Regions from separate parts of the Mus musculus genome. Here regions 2 and 3 are each linked to region 1. A link is a contact called in public HiCAR-type and HiChIP or PLAC-seq data. All regions are on one chromosome and are shown on one strand. The core of a region is the stretch at or near the end of the contact, and the rest is flanking DNA. Distances in the headings are between cores, read along the strand shown. Region 1 overlaps Meis2 (Meis homeobox 2). Region 2 holds the start of G630016G05Rik (RIKEN cDNA G630016G05 gene). Region 3 has its middle 49 kb from the start of Gm31590.

Region 1 (2,900 bases), core at 126-2,625:
GAACAATGACAAAAATTCCAGCAAGCACATCTTGCCTCTAACCCAGGCAACGCTTATGCCAGAAAGCTGGAGAGCTGGAAGCTTCTGTGGCTAATGTCTCCAACATGCTGTGCTAATGACCAGGAGACTAACTAGTCATTCAAGTGGGAAAAAGGATTGGCAAGCCCTGGGAAAAAGGCACTCACAGTTGTTCCTGTAGGAAAATTAAAAAAAAAATCTGAAAACCTATAAAGAAACTCAGGCCATATCTTATGAGGGGATGAACATTTAAAAAATTAAGAGATAAAGCAAACCTATATGCACTAGAATAATATACATGCAAATCTCTGGAGAAACTCTATTATATCACCATTAATGCCGAGACGGCAATCAAGCCAGGCTCATTTCAATAGATTCCAAGTTTTGAACAGTTTCTAGGCTATCCAAGTGGGAATTTGGCCAGGATACTGGGGTTAATAATTCATTTTGAGGAGGGCTAATTCTTTGGGACGCAGCCCACTCCACAGGAGAAACATTGGCCCATGTGAGCAAATCCACTTTTCAAGATCACCCTCAATTAGTTCCACAAGGAGGGAGGAGGGGCAGCAGATTCACCTCTTTAGACAAAAATATTGATCATATTCTTAAGGAAACACATTAATGTCATGGAATGTCTCAAAGCATTCACATCTGATTTCTCGACTTGTAATTTTTAAAAAAAAAAAAACTTTTTTGTTGTTGTTTGTGTGTGCTTGAACTGACTCTTGGTCTAGGCTGGACAAGAATTCACCATATAGCCCAGGTTAGCTCTGAACAAATGGTGACCTTCCTTCTTTGGTCTCCCACATGCTGAAATGACAAGCGTAAACCACCATGTTCGTTACGACACCTGCATTTTTAAAGAAAAATATTTCTACTAACTTGCAATTGCCTAGATCTTGGTGTAAAGTCTCAAAAAGTACTGCATCTAATAGTGCTCTGAAAATAGAGAGACCTGGGTTTCTTCCTGGCCCTGGGGAGGACTTGTCTGTGAACTGAAGAAGCTCTTGGATCCCTCTAAAACGTGAGTTTCCCACCGGGCTGATGCAGTATAAACTAGCCATTTATTAGCAGTCTCTGAGTGTCAGGCAGTACTCCAGGAGACATGCGTCCTTGACCTCCTGGATCTTAGATCCCAGCCAGGGACATAAGCAGCAAGCTAAAAACAGAGAATATAGTCTATATGGCGTCAGGGACTTTTATGAAGAAAAACAGGCATTCTACTGAGAAAGTGACTGGGGGATGCTGCTGTTTTATAGAGGGTGGGACAAGGAGACCGCTTTGAGAAGGTGACATTTGAGCAGACTCAAGTGGAGTCAGAGCCAGCTGGGAGGCAGCAATGGCAAGGAGCCCGGAGTCCTGCCTGAGTGAGACAAGGGCTAAGAAGGATGGAGCTGCAGAGTTGCTGGCACCAGATCACCCTGAGCCTTGTGGGTCATGCTAAAAGGCTCAGGCACTGACATGGCGCCTGACACACAGTAATTAATCGCATAACAAATAGTGGCTATTTATTTATTCATAGTGGGCAAATATCGTCATAAACCAGAATCATCCATCATCCCCATTGCGCTGGTACATAGCTGGAGTTCTCTGCATCAGCCCTAGGATCCTAACATAGCTTAACACATTTGAAATGCTCACGAATATCACCAGCAAGTGTTTTCTGTGGTATGTGATTATTCAGCCTGTTATTTTTTTTTTCTATCACTGATGAGTTCTTTAAAGAGATTTTAGTTGAAAAAAGTGAGAGTACTAAAAGGTTATTTAGCTGGGGCCTGTGAAGGGGGAGAAATGAATTAGTCAAGTTCTTTGCATTTTCTCTTTACATTTTCTCAAGGACACCTGAAGAACCCTTGTTAACTCTTCATACCTCTAGACCGAGTATAACCGGACTATAGTAATCACTATGAGCAGCTCCTCAAGACACCAGTGAATGATCCATTCTCTTCCCAAAGCCTGTGTGTCTCCCTGTCACCAATAAAATGGAGTCTTGGCCTTCATCCTAAGGCTTTTCACAAGCTGGCCCCAAGTGATATTTCCAAATGTAACATACCCTGACTTGGCAAGGAATGTAAAATCCTAATCAAAGCACATTCTTTCTTTGTGCATACGATCCCACTATGGTCACCTGCAACAACACGCTGCCAACTGGGAGGTATTTCCAGTGCTTCCCATTATTTTGGGTACCCCCCACCTGTTTTTTTTCGTACACATGGAAGACAATGCCCCCCCCCCCGATTTCTAAGGTTGTTGTCCCCACAAATTGGCATTTCCCAATGAATCGTTACGATAGACTGGTATATGTGATTTGGGGCTGATATGAAAGCTCTGGTTAACTCTCCTCAGGCGCCATCTTGGGGATTCTTGTTTAGGTAGGTGCCTATCTGTTGGCTTGCATGTGCTCGACAAAGACTCCAAAGGCAGCATCAACTCTCTATTGACTTTGGTGTAGAGGGAAAAAACTCTTATTGACTTATGCCACTGAGACTTATGTGGCTGGGGTTTTTTTTCCCCAGAGCATCAGAACCAATCCTATTCTGATTGCCCTACCATTCTTCAAATCAAGCTTCCATGACAAATATTTTGAAGCTGTTTTTCATTTCTCTCTACATTTGGTGGCGGTGGGCACACAATTTCACCCTTTTATGTACACACACACACACACACACACACACACACACACACACACACGCATACTTTAATGACTAAATACTGCTAAAATCCTGTTTTTGCTGTTAGAATCAACTATATTGAGAAAATTTCTAATAGGCTTGGGAGTTGAAAAATGGAAATTGAAATAAATCTCCCAGGTTTGCCCTGCCGATGGCAGCCAAGTTTTCTGTTAATGCAGGAAGTTTCTCAGCCTAAATGGTTGGAGAGGC
Region 2 (2,900 bases), core at 104-2,603, 130 kb after region 1:
GGGGGGGGCTGGGGAAGGGGAGGCTGGAGCGGAGAGGACCGGAGCAAATCAGCAAGCCTGCTTCTCCAGGGGGACGACGCGGGAGGGAGAGGAAGAGGGGAGGGAGGGGGGATGAGGGAGGGGGAAAGGGGGAAGGGAGGGAAGGAGGGAGAGCGACAGGAGAGGGAGAGAGAGGGAGAGAGAGAGAGAGAGAGAGAGAGAGAGAGAGAGAGAGAGAGAGAGAGAGAGAGAGAGAACACGCGTGATTGGAGGGGGAAGGAAGAGAGGTGGAAGAGGACAGGGAGAGCGCAGACAGGAAAACTGCAGAAAGCCACAGGGAAAGTACGGTACAGACTCAGATCTTTTTATTTTCAACTTACTTCTCGTTTATTTCCCCACCACTCCTCTTGGCTCCTGCCTAACTGGGTCGCGTTGGGGATGTTTGGCATGGCGCTCTAGCTTTTGTTCGTTTTAATTCCGCGGCCCCCTTCCTCTGCCGGCGGATTACTAGGTCCCGAACTCTGCCACTACAACCTAGAGCAGCAAGCTCCGCCAACTGCACCACCGCCAGGCTAGGATTTTTGTTGTTGTTGTTGTTGTTGTTGTTGTTAAGTGGTACTTTCTTTCTCGTGCAGATGCAGAGCCCTTTTTGTCAATATTCATTTTTGTCTAGTACAAGATATGAGCAGCTGAACTCGGAGCATAGTCCCTCGGTGCGCTGCAGACAGTGTAGACCACCATTGAGAGTCTAGGGGTCCTGGGCTCAATCTGGAGGGAGAAAGCAGGATGAGAGTTAGTAGGGCGGGAGTTAGTGGGGTAGGAGTTAGAGGAGAGGGAGTTGTTTGGTGTTTGTTGTTTACCGATGTAGACAAGTGTGTGTGTGTGTGTGTGTGTGTGTGTGTGTACGCGCGCGTGCGTGCGTGCGCGTGACCGCTGTGCGCCTCTAAAGTGAATCTTGGATCTAGGAAGCACCGGAGGAGAAAGATTAAAAAGCATGTGAGACAGAAGATGCTTGCGAGGAGTGGCTGGCTCTGGCTGCCCAGCTTTGTTGTGGTTGCCCTGGGCGCAGCGGTTGTAAAGAGGGCTAAAGGCTGAGTTAATTACACCGGGAGGATTTCGCTGGATGGGGACCATGGGACTGGCTCCTAAAGTTTTCCCAAAAGGAAAAGGAAGCGAGTAGGGTTAAAAAGGTAAATACCCGACTAGGTTTTGGTAGAAACTAGTTCTGGCCGGGGTCCCGCCCAATCCCTGGCCGGAGTTCCAGCTGGCTTTACCTCTGCTCTGCTGTTTCCCCGCGGCTGCGCGTCAATCACCGAGAGACGAGAGCTGGGGGCGGAGCTTTGGTCACCCGGCGCGCGTAGCCGGGTTCACCCTGCCGCCACCAGGCAGCTGGCAGCGCGACCCAGCCACGCACTGGGAGCGCGCCCTCTCCCCAACTTCTCACCCTCGCCCTGGGTTCCGGGCCCCAGGCCCAGAGAATAGCAAACAGAGTAAGGGTTTGCTGTTCAACTGCGGCCTCCCTCCCCAACTCTGAACCATCCCGTGACAGAAAGCAGCGCCTCCTGCAAGGGTGCCTTTGACTGGACTTTCTCATGGGGGCGGGGGTGGATGGGAGTGGTTAGGTATAGTAGAGTGGTGTGTGTGTGTGTGTGTGTGTGTGTGTGTGTGTGTGTGTGTGTGTGTGAGAGAGAGAGAGAGAGAGAGAGGACTTACAGAGAGAGGGAGAGGGAGACGGAGAGGGAGAGGGAGGGAGGGAGGGAGGGAGAGAGAGAGAGAGAGAGAGAGAGAGAGAGAGAGAGAGAGAGAGAGAGAGGTTTTTCTCCCATTTAGCATCTTCCTGGTTTCCTAGCAAGCTTCTGAACATCCCAAGCTAGCTAAAACTACTGCATGCCGAGACTCCATGCGGAGTCTGAGGAAATTTGGCCTCGTTCTCCTAGGGCTGGTGAATGAGCTCCGGAGGTCAATAAAGCCCTCCAAAAATGATGAATGATTGAGCACCTGTGATGATGATAGTGATTACCAGAGCAATTAAACAGTTTGATTAAATGAGCCATCATAACAATGATGTCTGCGGGAAATCGGCCCTCACATATAAAGACAGTGTGGAGGGGCTGGCAGAGGCCCGGAGAGCGCGCCGGGAGAGGGGTTGCAGCCCGTGCGAGTTTGGCTCCAGTGGCCAAAGCAGGGAAGGCGGCCTCGGGGACCTTCTGGGAGCAGAGTCCAGCCAAGGGTTTCCCTCTCTTTCCGCTTCAAGCCCAAGACAGCAGAGCAGTTTGGAACCCGAAGGACTATATGGTCCTTTCCCCCTCCCCCACCACTTTTTTCCCCCCTAGAAGAACTTCAAGATTACAAATATCCGTCTCATTTGATGCTGAATTACTCGTGGACAGATAAGAAAAGGTAAGTAAAAAGAAAAGGAAAAGTTGGCCTCCAGAATTTTTTTTTTTGGGAGGGGGTGAAGTTAAATCTCAGTTTATCCTCCTAGGGTAAAAGAGAGGGAAAGAGAGAGAGGGAGGTGAGACACACACAGAGACAGACACAGAAAGGAGAGACACAGAATATGAGAGAATATTTGGCCTGGCTGAAGACCGTTTTCTGCTTCACAGAGTTGTGAATGATACTGGATCCAAGTTGTCGGCCCAGCACTGTTGGCAGAGTTTACATTCAGTTTTGATTCCTCTAATTGTTCTTAATTTCAACATTGGCTATTTAGTATCGCCAGTAAGATTTTTGCTCTTTTTAAATCCTGGTTAAATAAACGCCAGTTAGGAAGTTTCTTTTTCAAAGGAACACGGGTTTCCGAGATAAACGCTTCTTTTGTAAAGAACAACTTCGTGAGAAACCTCTGCATCTTCCTGTAAGCATGCTTAGCTCTTTTTTTCCACAGCGGTTCGCAGCCCCCACCCCCACCCCAACCCCAG
Region 3 (2,900 bases), core at 166-2,665, 83 kb before region 1:
CACTTAGCCATCCCTATTCTGCCCAAAAGATCTGGGTTAACTCCCACCACTGCCTTTTCCTAGAAGCGCCCCTTTCTGTGGGGTCCCAGGGTGCCTGACCCAGACCTCCAACATCCACAAACGAGGGTGGGGATCTGAGATGTGAAAGTGGAATCTGCAGAAGAGCCAGGGTAGAGAATGGATTGCGCAATCCAAGAATTAGAAGCACTGGGGAGGAAAGACACACCTTTTCCAAATGCACCGTTCTTTCCTTCCCCAGAGCCTCGTTCCTCAGAATTGCTCTCAGAAAAACCCGCAATCTGATTCTTTAAAATAAAAACCAAAAACTCCCTGAGAAGCCAAAGTCGTTCCGCGTGGTAGATTGCCATGTCTGATGTGGGGGGTCCAACTGCGGCGGGGAGACCCTTCTGACACGGCTGCTTTGTCAGCGTCTTCTCCCAGAGGCAGAGGCGATGGAGATGGGTCGCGTTACCTGCTTGCTTGCGCCTTCTACCCTGTGCAGAAATCCCAGGAGAGAGTAATCTGGACGCTAGAAGTACGCCGCTGTGCACCAAACCCCAACTCTCTGAAACCAAACGGCGCACCTTGCGGTGCAGAGAGATGAAGTGCTTACACTCCGGAGGCGGCAGGATATTGGGGTGCGCTTCAGCCGCTCTGTCCGCGTTCAGCAAAAGCAAGAAAACAGGGTCAGGGAAGAAAAACACAGGCATGGAAAAGACCTGTTTGTGTATGGATACTGTGACAACTAAGACAGACAGACAGACAGACAGACACACACACACACACACACACACACACACACACACACACACACACACATTTTGAATGCTCTGGGATCCCAAAGATGTGTGCAAAAGGAATTACCTCAAATTGAGAACTGCTTAAATTCCAAAAGCGATTCCTGTAGACTTTTATAAACCTGTGAAATCCCCCCCCCCGGAGTTTGCTTTTACAAGTACAAGAAATATTATTTGGCATTTCTTGTTGCCCCTCATCAGATATCTATTTTTTAATAGCAATAATAATAAAAAGCCTTCAGGGTTGTCCATTAAAATATATCTTTGGAAGTTAAATCTGCAAGGGGGGAAAAAGCAAACTTGATCAAACCCCTACAGAATAAGGAGATTAGAAAACGAATCCTTTTGCTTAGGCATTTGGTCGTTTATTCCCCGAGGCCAAGTGAAAGGTGTGAGTACTTTCCTGTTTTATTATTATTTTTAAAATTTATTCATTTAAATGTTCAGCCATGACAAGCTATTCCCTCGCTGCAGCGGACGAGGGTGAGAGTAGTGGAAAGGGTAGGTGGAGAAGGGTGGGGGGCGCAGAAAAACACCGTTGGCTTCGCGGGGGGCTGTCCCGCCGCGGTCTGCCCTGAAGGCCAGCAGGGGGCGCTCTGATGTTATCTGTGGACCAGCCCGCGGAGCCGCTCAGAGCTCGGTGACACAGGCTTGGCGGTTTCACGCAGCTGCAAGAGGAAGGGGAGGAGGATCGTACCTCCTAAACCCTCAACAACGATTCCACTCGGCTTATTTACCTTCGGCTGGAAATGTATCTACGTTTCACTTCAACTAGTTTAGTGCTGCAGCTCCGACCTCTTTTCATCTGTGTCTTTACAGAGCACATATAATCACACCCTCTTGAAATATATATTAATGCAACTTATTAGAAACGACGATGAATAGTCAACATTTTTTTCGCCTGTTAGTTCCGCTGATCCAAGCAGGATTTATTTGCAGGTCTCACATCCCGAAGTCATAATGCGCCCCCATCCCACCCCCCACCCCCCTTAAATAAAATTGGTCAAATGTTGACAACCTGTAAGACAACCTACCACTCAAGATTAGTGATGGGAAACTAATGAGAAAATATCAGATCGCCCGGCCCGAGGGCTGCCAATTAAATCTTCGCTGATTGAAAAATAAAAGCGGACTTGGGGTGTGAGCCCAGCTCAACTTGAACTATTAATTTAACATGTTGCCGGTCCGTGCCTTCCCTCACTCCACTAGCGCCTCCCCCCTCCCCCCACCCCATCCCTCAACCTAAAAGCCAAATGTTATTTCTCGAAATATTTCAAGAGGTCCAAATCAGAATGATCATTTCTTACACGGTAAATATTAGCCCTTTAAGCAATATGATTTAACTAATTAGAAAATTTACATCATTAAGTCTCAGGGAGAGAAAAAAGAGAAACAGATCTGCCAATCATTTTAAAGGAGACAGGCACTATTGAAGTGTGAAGAAATCGGCTCTAATTCAAAAAGGCAATCGGGCAGAAAAAGCCCTCAACATTACCCTGCTAGTTATTAATCAGAAAGGGCCCTCTCTTCTCCCTGCGCCCCTCCCCTCTGGGCACTGAGTTTAAGTTCTTTTTTCTTTTTCTTTCTTTCTTTTTTCTTTTCTTTTTTCTTTTTCTTTTTTTTTTCTTTTTTTTTTTTTTGCCAGTGGCCCATGTCATATTTATATTGAGGTTTTGTCTGCTAAGGATTAAAATTTGAAAATGTTTCAATATGAAGAAAACAAAATCCTCAAAAGGAAAAAAAATTCTTCGTGTACTGGTAAATTTGTTGTAATGCACAATTCTCACACTCCTCCTTATTTTTATTCTTTCTTCCCATTAAGTTCTATTTTGAAACCTGCTCGGTGAGAACTAGATAGTCTTTGTGTTCTGCTCCCCTCCCCCTCCTTGTACCTCCTCCTTCCTACAAAGCAGAAACCTAGACTGAAAGCAGAAAAGTACAAATACATTAACAAAGCCTGACTCCCTTGATAAAAAAGGCCACGGTCTAGGCTTACAGTCAGGAGTCTACAGAAATGGGAATCTGTCCGGTGGGTCTGCAGACAATAGGACACATTGAGTATCCCCCACCTATATATAGGAGTCCATACAGTGTGTAGTTAGA

The links. HiCAR-type assays count read pairs that join an accessible place to other places. HiChIP or PLAC-seq counts read pairs in DNA pulled down with a chosen protein or histone mark.
Region 2: a contact with region 1 is called in an H3K4me3 HiChIP or PLAC-seq map of neural progenitor cells, with 37 read pairs. The contact joins the promoter of G630016G05Rik here to the enhancer-like site in region 1. A contact is called at or near these places in 1 of 39 promoter capture datasets (liver), 6 of 484 Hi-C or Micro-C datasets (the HL-1 cell line, the N1E-115 cell line, astrocytes and 2 more), 15 of 115 datasets of contacts at active chromatin or transcription factors (astrocytes, embryonic forebrain, embryonic hindbrain and 10 more) and 4 of 9 other capture datasets (adipose tissue, embryonic trunk, liver and 1 more).
Region 3: a HiCAR-type map of astrocytes shows a contact between it and region 1, with 8 times the contacts expected there. The contact joins two enhancer-like sites. A contact is called at or near these places in 12 of 484 Hi-C or Micro-C datasets (cerebellar granule neurons, cerebral cortex, embryonic stem cells and 5 more), 2 of 115 datasets of contacts at active chromatin or transcription factors (astrocytes and cardiomyocytes) and 3 of 9 other capture datasets (adipose tissue, liver and pancreatic islet).

The regions. Positions count from the first base shown.
Region 1 is chr2:115,938,021-115,940,920 of GRCm38.p6, forward strand. All of the region lies in intron 8 of Meis2 (Meis homeobox 2), which reads right to left. Among named protein-coding and RNA genes, the nearest start is that of Meis2, 130 kb to the right of the region's middle. Within about 2 kb of position 1,376, at least 23 of the 459 cell types and tissues checked have an H3K27ac peak or open chromatin away from gene starts, as enhancers often do. A contact at or near this core is called in astrocytes, cerebral cortex, forebrain and 1 more, where this site is marked.
Region 2 is chr2:116,065,872-116,068,771 of GRCm38.p6, forward strand. G630016G05Rik (RIKEN cDNA G630016G05 gene) reads left to right here and starts at 1,354. Exons shown (of 5, transcript NR_153841.1): 1 at 1,354-1,469; 2 at 2,313-2,379. It also overlaps a transcript of Meis2 not described here.
Region 3 is chr2:115,854,581-115,857,480 of GRCm38.p6, forward strand. No RefSeq gene overlaps it. Among named protein-coding and RNA genes, the nearest start is that of Gm31590, 49 kb to the left of the region's middle. Within about 2 kb of position 1,416, at least 44 of the 459 cell types and tissues checked have an H3K27ac peak or open chromatin away from gene starts, as enhancers often do. A contact at or near this core is called in astrocytes, cerebral cortex and forebrain, where this site is marked.